2 separate regions of the Sus scrofa genome follow, and region 2 is linked to region 1. The links are chromatin contacts, called in public Hi-C maps. All regions are on one chromosome and are shown on one strand. The core of a region is the stretch at or near the end of the contact, and the rest is flanking DNA. Distances in the headings are between cores, read along the strand shown.

Region 1 (6,426 bases), core at 3,693-6,192:
TAACAAACCCTTGGCCAAACTCGGAAGCCCACCTGCGCTTTTCCAAATCTTTTTCCAGGCAAGAGGCCCAGTCCCCCGCATGGGACTCGCAGGATTTCTCCAGTGGTTCGACACTCGTCCTTCGTCCCCTAAACCCAGACACACCTCGACACCACGAACGGGTCTGGGCTGTCAAAACACGCGACGGCGTGTTGAGTTCCAATAACTTGCACAATGATTAATGAGCGGCTTGATAATTTAATACCGCGTATGATTAAATTATAAGGCGTGGGGGAGGGGAGCCTGGGCGGACGCCGCGGAGCGAGCGGTTCGCCGCTACGCGCAAAGCCGCGCTCACCCTCTGCGCAGCGCTCTGCAAAGCTCCGAGAGCTGTGGGTCCGCGCCTTCCAAGGTCAGTGGGTCTCGGGAGGGGAACGCGGCGGGGCGGGGTTGGGGGAAAGGGTGGCTTGCGGAGGGGAGGGGAGTGCGCGCTCCAGGCCACCCGGGTTTGAGCCGAGGAGAAGGGCGAGCGGCGGGCTCTTCTCCAGCAAAGGCGCGGAGGGGCCGCGAGATGGCCCCAGGCAAGGGGAGGTCTCTTTCTTAACTCCTCGCATCTTGGCCACAGGGGCTAAGGAAGTCCCTAGGATCCCAGGGAAGAGGGGGTGCGGGGCCTGGCCCCATTGGGGTATCCTCCCGCCCCCACCCCGTGCGCAGGATGGTTTTTCTGCAGGGGGGAGGTGGTGGCCGCATTTCTCCCCTCCAGCCTTGGTCCTCAGTCTTGTCCCTTGCGGGGCGGCGTCCGCGCTAGTCTAGGTCCAGGAACGTCCGGGAGGAGAGAGGTCCTATAAGACATACAGGAGCCTGAAGTCCCGGAAGGCAGAGAGAGGTTAACAAAAACGTTGCGCATCTCCTGGCTTCCCGTCTTCCTTTACTGGGGAGGAGGCACAGGAACGTGATCTAAGCTCTTTCGAGGTTACTAGGGGAACTCCTTTCTTAAAGGCTGGTGGGCAGACTCGGGCATGGCCACCCTCTCCACCCGAAGAAGTGGGAGAGCAGGTTTGGAGGCGATCCCCCAGCATTGGCCTGTGCGGGTAAAGGGGTCCGCCGTCCTCACGCTGTCTCCGCCACCACGGCGCCGTTCTGCCTCGAGAGAGGCAGGCGGCTGCTTCTGCTGCAGGGCAGAGCGCCGGGGCGGCCCGGGACCGCAGTGTGGGAGGGGAACCCTGAGAGGCCACTCGGGGGCAGAGGGAGTGTGACCTCTCACTTCGCGATCGCGTCGTTAAGTCTCAACGTTTAGCTGGGGGGGGACTCTCGAGAGGCGAGATGTCTCTAGAACGCCCTAGGAAACTGAATTCCTGGGCGGTTCAGATGCCGAGAGGCTCTCACCCAGGCTCCAGAGGGCCGGGCGTCCAGGCCATGCCCAGGGCCCGGCGATGCTGGCAGTTTTTTCGGCCGGGCGACGAATCCTGGAGGGGACGCCGCGGGCTGAACCCAAGCTACCCGCTTTCCTTCAGCCAGAGAGGCCGGAGAGTGCTCCAGGAGCGGCCGACTGCTGTCCGGTGCCTTGGGCTCCAAGTGCGGTGGCAGAACCTGCCGCCGAGAAAGGAATGGACGCTTCCTCCGGCAGGCGGGAATTAAAGCCTTCCTGATCTTCTCTAGATACTTGGAAGTAGCACCAAGAAAGGGGGAAAATCGTGAACCACCAAAGGGATTTGTAAACAAAGGTCACAATGGGGGCTGGGGGTGGTCTCAAGACACCCCCAAGAGAATATAAAAAAGATAAAATAAAATAAAACTGCCTAGCTAAAGCACAAACAAGCCACAAGTTGGTTCTATTAGGTTCAGTCTGAGCACAGGATACAATTCCAGGGTATTCGGAATACAAAAAATTCTATTTAGGAAAAAAGTTTGAAGGGTGGGGTGGGGTGGAGCAGTTGCCCAGAGGCTCTATCTCATCCTTGACCCGAGTGTGGCAGTGGGGGCACCTTTCTCTCTGGTGGGATTGGTGGGAAGGAACTCCCTCTGTCCTGGCCCACAGGCTCTATAGAGGCCGCTCACCTCACTGCATAATAAGTAAAAAGGGTTTGTGGACAAGGCTGCTGCCACTGCAGGGAATAATTCCACGGAGAGGTGGCCCCAGGAATTACCAGCGTTCGAGGTGGCGCTCCAGCCAGGCCACCCAAATGCCCCTTGGCCAGACACAGAGGTCGCCCACTGCGCTTTGTCCCTGGGCATAAAACCATTCCTTAAATTTGCTCCGCGCGGCTCTCAGACACAAGTTGAACCTCCATATCTGGTTGCCACCAAAAAGCTGTAGCTGGGCCCACGGAGGACAATTTAAAAGCTCAAGGCCAACTTTTTCCTTCAAAAGGTGCCACACACCCTGTTAATTACAGGTGCCTCCTGGACACAGTATCTTCGGCAGGAATTAAATTTGAGTTCTGGAAAGCGGACAGGGAAGATCCTAGACATAGGTGTGTCCTTGGAAGGAAGGACTCAGCATTCTCAATATTAACAAGGGGAGAGGAGGGGAGCCAAGCTAGGTTTTATGTCCCAGGTTGTCTGACTAAAGGACGCCAGGACACTGTGAGGGCGATAGCACTATCAGATTTCTAACGATCCCCAAAGTTGCGAGTTTAATTCTTTCCACCACAAGATCGCTCGTGTCTAATGATGTCGGACACCTGCAAAATGACGTCGAAATCGGTGGCTCATCGGGTGGCATTGTTGGTCTAACGTGCCAGGATGCTAGCGAAGCGAGCGGGGCCGCCCTGCCGCTGCCTCCCGAGGGCGAGTTGGCGCATCGATTTCACCCCACGCTCTCAGCCCCGCTGCCGAACACCATTTAGGCCAAGATCGGGTATAATGGGAAACACTATCAGCAGACAATTACCCTTTCAGAGGATTCACTTCTCCTCACAGACACTGTTATTTGAGAAATAGGATCATTTGATTTCATATTGCACTAAATAACACCCAGCCGGTTCAAATTGCCAGCTTCTTAAAAACCGCCCATTGGAATAAATTGCAGCGGCCTCTTTTGCTTTTCAGGGCAACATGATGGGCAGCGGGCAGAACTCATAAAAACAACTACAAAGCCAGCCCTGAGCCATCGCTATTGGTGGGAACAGCTCTGCCACCCCGCAGGCAAAGGCATTCGGCCGCCGGGTTCCCTGCGACCGCCCCCTTCGCCCGCCAACTTAGAGGTGGTTCAACCTCTTGGCTTTGGAGTGAAAATATACAGCCCTGGCCGCCCAGAGAAAGCGCTTCGGGACTCGCGGAGCGTTAGTGTCTAGCGGAGAAAGATGAGTGGGTGCGCAAGACATTTACGTGCCTTGCGTGGAGACCGCCGGGGGTGTGGGGCTCCGTGGCCGGGTGTGCGCCCTCCAGTTCGCGGTCTTGGCTTCCCAAGCTAGAGCTGCCACTGCCGCCGAGCTCCGCAACCCCGTGCGCCCGCCAGGCCTGCGGGCCGCAGCGCCCCTCTCTGACCTCAGCCAGGAGCCGTGGCTCAGGGGTCCGACTGGGGACAGAAAGGAGAAAGAATCTCGCTGTGGCTTCCGCGAGGAGTCCAGAGGGAGAGGGGACAGGGAGGAGGGGGGCGAGCTCGAGTTCGCTGCACCTCCACCGCAGGTATTTCAGAAAGAATTAATCTTTTTGAAGTTGGTCACAGCTGCGATTTAACTGACACCCTGTTCAACCGGGTGACAATTGTTCAGCTTGATGGGGGCGACTCACCAGCCACCCTTCATAGAAAACAAAATCTGACTCCCTGGTTCCTGGTTCCTTTGTACCAAGGGGCAGGGTGAACGTAAGACGGCCTGGGCCATGGCGAAGCTATCGAAGTCTTTATTCCATTTGTGTTAATGTGCTTCACCAAAGCCGAATTAGACTCTCTCTACTCCAGGTAAATTGAAGGCCGCATCCGGAGACACCTGTGCACCCCGATTCGGGGCGTGAGATAGAAGGACCCTTTTAGTGCGTCCTGAAGACCAGGAGGAAGTTAGCCTGGGCTTTGGGGGGACGGGGGGCTGGGGGCAGGGGATGGGGGTAGCCTTTCCCTTCCCAGGCGCTGGGAGGAGCTAGGGAGCCGGGGGTTGTGGGCCTGCCTCCAGAGGGAAGGCTTCAGGCGCCAAGGGAGTGAAAACCAAAAGCGTGGGCAACCTAAGCTGGATGATGGGGGACTGAGTGTGCCAGCCCACCGCACTGGGCCTTGTCCTACAAACCCTAAGCCGCTCCGCTTCTTAGCATTTCACCAGGTCACCCATCTACCCAGAAAGTGAAAGCGCCGCCTCAAAGGCCCAAGTGTACCCAAGCCAAACCCCGGGCCATCTCGGGCCGCAGGTCTCCGGACCTGCCCCCCGGACCTGGGAGGAGGCCGCGATGCGCGGCTTCCTACGCCGCCAGTTCTGGCCCCTCATATGCGGATCCAGGGCAGCCCCGGTGTGCCCACCGGAGACCAGGGAGAGCCCGGGGCCTTGCTCCATCCAGGTCTCTTCCCCAAGGTTCTCGCGTCCTCACTCCACGCGCAATGCACTCGGCCCCAGCCCCCCAACCTCCTCCCCGAGGGGACGCAGCCAAAGAACTTTCTCTCATCAAAAATCACGCCCAAACGCGACAGCCTTTCAAGCAGGCAGGAACAAGGTTATTAAATTCGAAAGAGCCAGAAAACACATCTTGACTGGCTCCAATCTTCTCTGCCCGCGGGAACCGAACAGCAGAGCTACGGGTGCAACGGCCGCACCGCCGTCTTAGCGACTCTGACTTGGGCGGGAGCCCCAGAGCTGGCGGAGGCTGCTGCCGGGCGGCCTTTGCCCCTGGGCCCCCACAGAGGACTCCAGGGACGCCGTGGGTGGGCCTTTCCCTCTGCCAGCACTTATTTCGGCTCAGAGCAGGGGCAGTGCGTCAAAGATCCGCCTTCAGCACGGGATGGGGATGTCTGAGTCCGCCCTGTTCCGGCCAGGGAGCCCTGGGTGAGGGCGGTGAGAATCAGTAGTCGCAGCTCCCGCTGGCTCCGGCCTCCGGGGTTGGCTGTGGCTGGCAGGTGACCCCGTCCTCATCCTTCCCGCTCCACCCGGGTTCACGGCCGCAGCGCGGGCCCCAGCGCTCCCCTCCCTCGCGCGCTGTCCCTCCACGTTGCAGCGTTTACCGGCGCGTTTTGTTCCCCTCCGGATTCCGGGCCGAGGGGCTGTAACCGTGCTCTCCTCCGACGGGCGCTAATCAAGTAATTTCCCCGTCCCAGCCCCATCAAATTGCTCTTTAGCTGTTGAACCGCGGAGTTTTGCTCGCCTTTTCACATGCTAATCACGCCCATTCAGCGGCTCTCGGTGGGGCTGTTTGTCGCGGGATAAATCTCCTTGTTTGCCGGCTGCATGATTAATTGATATTGTTGTCTGGCTTTTGTGGGGGCCGAGAGGAGCTGAAAGGCGGCGCGTCGTGACTACGCCGGGGGCCTCTGGCGACTTGTCGGGCTGCTGAGGTCCCGGCGAGGTCTAGCCAAGGCTGATGACATTATGCGCCCGATTTGGTTTCCTTATTAGAAAGATGATGAAAGACTCTGAGACCCCAGTTTTACAACCCACCACCGGGGCGCGGAAGCCGCACAGAGCTGAAATCACCAGCGCAGACAAAGCGCCGGCATTTGCTCAATTCAGAGAGGAGTGGGTGTCACTTGTCCACGCAGGAGACAATTAAATGCATTTCGGCCCACCCGGGATTTCAGTAGGAGTTGGACATGGGCGTGCTTGTTTTTTCCAACAAATAATAAGTCGGCTTTTTGTTTACTTTTTGCTTTTTTGGTTGGGGGTTGTAAAAAGGGTTAAAACCCATGGAAGAAAAGTAAAAGGAAGCCAGAGCTCCGATGGAGACCTTGTAGGCAGCTGTCCAGGAAAGCATCGCGAAGGCGCTTCCAAGGTTGACCTGGGTTTGCGAAGTGCGCGGGACTCATAGCGAATCACGCGCGGACCTGAGCGCACAGAATCGCGAAGGCCCGCGTCCACCTGCAGGCCAGTGTTTCATCTGCCACCGCCAGTCTCTGCTTATGGCCGTATTTCCCGCTGCCCGCAGGTGTGCAGTCAAACCAACAAATTCCTGCGCCCTCCGCACCCCTCCCGCCCTTTCCCTGGAGTCCTGGGGTTTTATCCTCGACGGGCTACCCTGAAAACTTGGAGATTCAATTAAATAATTCCAGTTACACGCTGCTCCTACTGCCGGCTTATTGCAAATATTTCCTTTTTCGAGTTCTAAAAAAAAAAAAAAAAAAAAAGGAAAGAGGAGAAAAGAAACTGTCGCCTTCGCTTTCACTGCGCGCGGGGTAATTGATAGGCGCCATCGGAGGTCAGAATTTGCATAAGAATTAAGAGCAGTAAATTAATTTAATATTCCATGCACATCTCCAATTATTCCCGGAGACCTTTGTCTCCGCGGCTGCCAGAGAGGGGATTCAGCTGC
Region 2 (6,504 bases), core at 3,587-6,086, 250 kb before region 1:
ATAAAAAATTACTCAATTACCTGACTCAGGTGAAAAGACTGATACCTTCCTTGACAATTACAAATTAATTTGTAAACCTAAGGTGATACAGCTTTAATGGGACTTGTAGGAGAGAAAGAGACTTTACATTCTATGAACTTTATATTTAGAAGAACTGAGTGCATGTGAGAAAAAAAAGTTATAGAAACATAATTTTTAAAAAGCTGTATGTATTTAGTCAGGTATGTGTAGAGATATGGTATGACCTTTTAGAATGACTAACTCCTCACAAGGAATAACAGAAATGCAATTTTGCTTAAAATTCGAAGGATTTTTTCCTATAAAAGCCATTTAATTACATTCCAAGACATGTTAAAAAATGCTAAAGGCATTGTTCAATGGAACTGTTATTTCATTCTAAAAAGTTTAAACTTCACAGGTAAACAAGATATACAACTAAACTTGTTATTCACAATAGAAAATACATTTCAATATTGTCCTTTTTCTCACATCATGTATTTATTTTAATATTACACTAAAAACTTTAAAGCAGAAAATTTTAAATTTCTAGCTTAAGCTCCTAATTCTAGGGTGAGAGAGTTGTGCCATCCTGGTCAATTTTCATATTTTTACCCCTCTGCGGTAGCCTAACTTTATTCTCTATGACACTGTAAAAAACGAGTAGTACAGTATGACCCTAGAAGAGGGGGCTTCTGGTTTTTGAGGGATCTTTTAACTGGATCTCATTATTAGGATGATTCTAACAACAATCATGTCTTTCTTTCACACCCACCACTCATTCTCACATTGTACTAATAATCCTGTTTATTCAAAATATATTCATGGGTCAGAAAACTATTTTCAATCTAAAAATCTGATTATCAGGAAAGGGTGACTCAAGATTTTTTAATAGGAGTGAAATTGCAAGGAGTTTGCATTTTGGGAAGAAATTTTGAAAGGGGCGGGGGGCGGGTCAAGCTCTCCAGACCCCTCCTCTTCTCCCAAGGAGAGAGAGTCCCAGTCTCCTGGCCATGAACCTTCATTTCCGTCCAGTGCACTGGGGCGGGGAACTGGGGGATAAGAGAGTCAGATGGGGAGGTATACAGGTATTATGAAAATCCTCTCCTCTGTGGTCCCCCATTGGAAGGGGGGGAGAAATAACAAAGTCATCTAAATACAAGTGTAAAATTATAAGAGACTCGTAATCATCGAACATTTAAAACAAAGAGCCTTTAGGAGGATTAAAAAGAAATGAAAACCAAATTTCAGAAATTGGTGAACCCGACAAACATTTAAAAAAGAATTTTTAAAACTTTGTGTTTCATCTCCCTGTAGCAGTTTTGTTTCCTCTTTTTATAATCTCAGATTTTGCTACAAAATACTAGGATCCTGATATGTTTCTTTTTACTCCTTCCCAAGTGCAAAGACAATGTTTTAATGTTACTTTCAAAAACATGAGACTTGTTATTAATCAAATTATTGCACAACTTTGTTAAACTAATCACAAACATAGCAAGTGTCCCATTTCTAAAAGGCACTTATCTTTGAGGGTCAGGCTGAAAGTTTTGTTTTCAAACACAGTTTGTCTTTATAAGGAAATTCGGGACACATAAAAAATCTACTTGCCACCCTGGTAAAACAACACTTCCCTTTAAGGAACTGGCTGGTTCCCCACCTCTCTCAGGCCCTTTTCTCTGAGCTTATCTGACAACAGCAAATCCTACATCGGGGAAGGCTCCTACTTCAGAACTGTTTTTGCCAAATAATTTGGCCCTATGGTTAACTAACACAACGGAAGTTTTCAATAAATACCACACATTTGTCAGAAAGCCAAGAGAGTCTATTCAATCTTTCTGTCTAGGAAATTTTTCTTTATCTGCCACAGCCCATTTAAGAAGTTTTCAGTGGTGTGTATAAAATTACAAAAATCTAAACTATGAAAAAAGCAAGGGATCGAATCACATAAAATATGTTACCCCTTGTGCATAAAATGGCTGTATGCTTCCAGGTTGTACAGACCATCCCAGAAGAAAGAAACAGGTAACAGTGCCTCCAAGGAGGGAAACTGGGAGGCTGAAGGATGGGAAAGGGAGGGACATCTTTTTTTCACTATATTCTCTTCGGTAGTATTTGTGGGTTGATTTTTTTTTTTTTTTTTTTTCCCCTGAGTGCCAGCATTGCTTTTAAGGAAAGAAAAAAAACCAATAAGGAAAACATTCCTCAGAAACACATTTCCTGTGAAATCCAACATGGTCATTGGTATGTAAGAATCTACTGAGTATAAACTTCCACATATAGTGGAGGCAGACAATAATATGATGAACTCGGTAAAAAGCTTTAATGAAACGTTCATCAGATTATTCTAATTTGTGTCTGTATCTAAATATACATACACATCCTCCAGATTACATCTATTTTTCAGGATCATCTGCGCACATCCAAAGAGTGTTTTCAGCATGAATATAATGTAATTTCTGGAAGGAGATGCAAACAATTGATAGGGAGCAATGTTGAAGATTGTGGATTTTTTTTGTTCAGAACTGTCCACCTCCAGTCAAGGGGTATTAATTAGAGTACCAAGTTCCCAAGCAGCCAAAAGTGACTGTCTGCAGAGAGCCTCCAAATACGATAAAGTGCTTTTTAATTTAAAGGTGGGAGCTTGCCAGACTTAAATGCACTTGCAGCTAGACCCACTGTGCTTGAAAAACAAAGTAAGCACAACTTGTAGCTTGACCACTTGATGTGAACTGCTACCCTGACGTTCTACAGAAATGTTACACAAGATGAAATGTATAGCCTGAAACAGAGTAAATAACAATTGTCTGGGAAAAAACTGCGAGCAATTTTGCAGTTTGAATAACTAATCGACATGAAGATTATTAATAGGTTTCATTTCTGAAACATGTTTGAACTTGAAAAATAAAATTTAATGGTTCACGAGCGACTTGTATATCCATAGATGTTATAACAACTACTTTTACTTACCCTGTTATCTCTGAGACAAGTTTAAAGGGAAAGACTTTCTACTATTTTTGATTTATGTGAATCAAGTAAGCAATAAAATTTGAATTAAACCAAAACTTAGAAGCCAAACTGCAGTTTTCAAGATTACAGCAACCACTAAATACACATATAAATGCTTGTGTATTGCTATTAAAACAAAACAAAACAACTAAGCAGGCAATTCCAGCGCAGGTGAAGATGAAGACCTAGCCCAAGTGTTTCAAGTTCAGGAAAGACCTGTAAGAGTAGCATCATGTTAAAATTGTAGCATATAAAATACAAAATTTAAAAATTTGTAGCCTAAGTGACATCTGCAAACAATCAATGGTACCTTGTCTTTTGTTCTTTCAGCATTTTAAAATACTAGTACTCTCCACACTTGCCTGGTTGACACTTTCTTCCCGTAGATGAATATTGGTCCCTTCCCTGCCCCATCCCCTGTGCCCAGAGTCTTTAGAAAACTTGCTGAAATGAACAAAACAATTTTTAAAACAATAAGACCAAAACCACGGAAGACACTCCAACCAAAGGGCTGAAACCAAACAAGGAGTAGGTAACTGTTCTTCCCTTCAAGACATGTGCCATTGGGTTTTATGTCCTATTAGGTTCAACTGGAATCGTTTTCATACACCGTGTTCTTTTTAAAACAATAAAATCTTGCTTAAGAAAGCACTCTCCTTGTTTTTCTTTTTGGTGTCCTGGTCAAGAAAACTTAAAAACTGCGTCTTTGTTTTTCTGTTTTAACTGAAGGGCTGTTTCAAAATTTAATCAATATGCTTTGCACACTTCTTTTGTCCTATTCTTTGTCGTGCTCAGTATTCAGTGGAAAGTTCACAATGTCTAAATTCTTCTTTGCTGTGCAGGTACATTTGCAAATCAAAGGCTGACAAAGTTTTTTTAAAAAATCACTTTATCTACAGTTGCATATTTTTCAAGAGAAATTACCATTTTCACCTGACCTCAGCATCCATTTCATATTCCTTGAGTAGTTTATGTTTTTCAAAGAACAATAAAAAGATGCATTTTGATTAGCTAGAAATATTTGGATTTTCTTTTTCTTCTTTTTTTCCTTTCACTGTAATGATATGCCAATAAACCCTAAGTTGGACACTTTTACTTGAGGCAGGGGCGCAGGAAAAAAAAACAAAGATAAAGAAACCTGTAAAGAACTTCACAGGTAAAAAATGAACAGGAAACATTGGAACAGATGAAAAAATGTACCCTGATTCCCTAATCCAACCTCCATCCCCACAGAGTAGAAACAGAATACTTACAAGTTAGCATCTGTGCATCTGTATCCCTGTGTGTTTTCTCTCATCTTTGGATTTGGATACTTTGAGCTAATTTGGAAGGGCCCGTTTGGCTGCCCACAAAATGATGCTTAAGAGTCTAAAGATGCATAAATTAGAAGCCCGACAATGGCAGAGAACGGTCATTGTACCTCAGCTCTTTATGCGCTCTTACGGTGGGACCCAAGAGCCTTTTTCTTTCTTTTCTTTTCTTTTTTTTTTTTTCCCTTTTCTTTTCTTTTTTAACACTTTAGTAGACGATGGAGCGAGTGAGAGGCTGGTAGCTGGAGAGGACTCGGCAAGCCCTGCATACCGCCCCCCCCGCACCCCCTACGCCGCCACCTCAATTATACTGGACTCTTCTACGAAGTTACTTTAGGAAACCTGGGGTCTGGATGGCCAGAGGTGCGGAGTCCTTCAGGTCAAGACTCAACGCCGGCCTCGGAGTTTTATTTCTGGGGCTCGAGGGCCGGGGTAACCGCTGGGATGGAGGCGGGGAAGGTCGGAGAAAGCAAAGGGGGTGGGGGTGATCTTTTCAAGAAACACCCAACTGCTCCCTTTACCTTTTCTGCCTCCACTATGGGGGGGCGGGGGGGGGCGAGAGAAAAAGATGTCAATGACCATTGTTTGCTCGTTTGGGATATTGCTCCGCCCCCCGAGTCTGTCGTAAACCTGGCGCCGGACTAAAATAAACCCCAGATCCCGCAGCTCTAGGGGCTCGCCGCGCCGCGACTCCTGGTCACAGGCGCTGCCGCCGTGGCCGAGGTGGCGGCGACGAGTGGCCGCCGCGTCCCGCCCGCGCCCGCCCCGGGCCCCCCTACCTGGCCGCCCGCCGAGCCATGTCGTTGAGCCCCAAGCACACGACGCCCTTCTCCGTGTCCGACATCCTGAGCCCCATCGAGGAGACCTACAAGAAGTTCGGCGGCGCCATGGATAGCGCGCCGCCCGGCCTGGGGGCGTCCCTGGGGGCCGCGGCCGCCGCCTACCGCGCGCCGCCGCCGGGTCCGTCCTCCCAGGCGGCGGCCGTGGCGGGCATGCAGCCCCCGCACGCCATGGCGGGCCACAACGCGGCGGCGGCGGCTGCGGCGGCGGCGGCGGCAGCGGCGGCGGCCGCCACCTACCACATGCCGCCAGGCGTCTCGCAGTTCCCGCACGGCGCCATGGGTGGCTACTGCAACGGCGGCCTGGGCAACATGGGCGAGCTGCCCGCCTACACGGACGGCATGCGGGGAGGCGCGGCTGCCGCGGCCACCGGCTGGTACGGCGCCAACCCGGACCCGCGCTACTCGTCAAGTGAGCGGGGCCAGGCGCGCGGGACGGAGGGCAGCGGACGGCGCGGGCTTTTCCTGCCACGGCGCGGGGCGCGGGGGGCGCTGGGACCTGGCCACGGGCGCGCGGGGCGCCCTGGAACTTTGCGCGCGCTGGGATCCCGCCGGGAGCGCGCGGGACGTCCTGGGACCCTGCACGCGCGCGGGGGTGGGGTGGGGGCGCTGGGACCCAGCTGGGGGAGTGTGGGGGGCGCCGGGCGTCCTGCGACCCCGGCCGCGGTCCGGTTGGCGTCGCGGCCGCCAGGGCGCAAGAAAAGCTGGGCGGAGGCTGACCGGGCTTCTCCTTGGGCCCCTCCCCAGTCTCCAGGTTCATGGGGCCGTCGGCGGGCGTGAACGTGACCGGCATGGGGTCGCTGACGGGCATCGCGGATGCCGCCAAGTCGCTGGCGCCCTTGCACGCGGCGGCGGCGGCGGCGGCGCCGCGCAGGAAGCGCCGCGTGCTCTTCTCGCAGGCGCAGGTCTACGAGCTGGAGCGGCGTTTCAAGCAGCAGAAGTACCTGTCGGCGCCCGAGCGCGAGCACCTGGCCAGCATGATCCACCTGACGCCCACGCAGGTCAAGATCTGGTTCCAGAATCACCGCTACAAGATGAAGCGGCAGGCCAAGGACAAGGCGGCGCAGCAGCTGCAGCAGGAGGCCGGCCTGGGCCCGCCGCCGCCACCGTCCCCGCGCCGCGTGGCCGTGCCGGTGCTGGTCAAGGACGGCAAGCCCTGCCAGAACGGGGCCGGCCCGCCGACGCCCGGCCAAGCCGGCCCGCAGCCGCCCGCGCCGACGCCCGCGCCCGAGCTGGAGGAGCTGTCTCCGAGCCCGCCCGCGCTGCATGGCCCGGGGGGCGGCCTGGCAGCCCTGGACGCGACCGCGGGGGACTTCGGCGGCGGCACGCTGGGCGCCAACCTGCTCTACGGC

The links. A called contact is a pair of places that touch in the nucleus more often than the background predicts.
Region 2: a contact with region 1 is called in a Hi-C map of epiblast stem cells, with 1.7 times the contacts expected there. The contact joins the promoter of NKX2-4 here to the enhancer-like site in region 1. A contact is called at or near these places in 4 of 47 Hi-C or Micro-C datasets (brain, embryonic fibroblasts, epiblast stem cells and 1 more).

The regions. Positions count from the first base shown.
Region 1 is chr17:28,952,612-28,959,037 of Sscrofa11.1, reverse strand. No RefSeq gene overlaps it. Among named protein-coding and RNA genes, the nearest start is that of KIZ, 19 kb to the left of the region's middle. Within about 2 kb of position 4,942, at least 5 of the 83 cell types and tissues checked have an H3K27ac peak or open chromatin away from gene starts, as enhancers often do. A contact at or near this core is called in epiblast stem cells, where this site is marked.
Region 2 is chr17:29,199,630-29,206,133 of Sscrofa11.1, reverse strand. It overlaps NKX2-4 (homeobox protein Nkx-2.4), which reads left to right and starts at 4,836. Exons shown (of 2, transcript XM_021078193.1): 1 at 4,836-5,564; 2 at 5,900-6,504. The coding sequence starts at 5,111.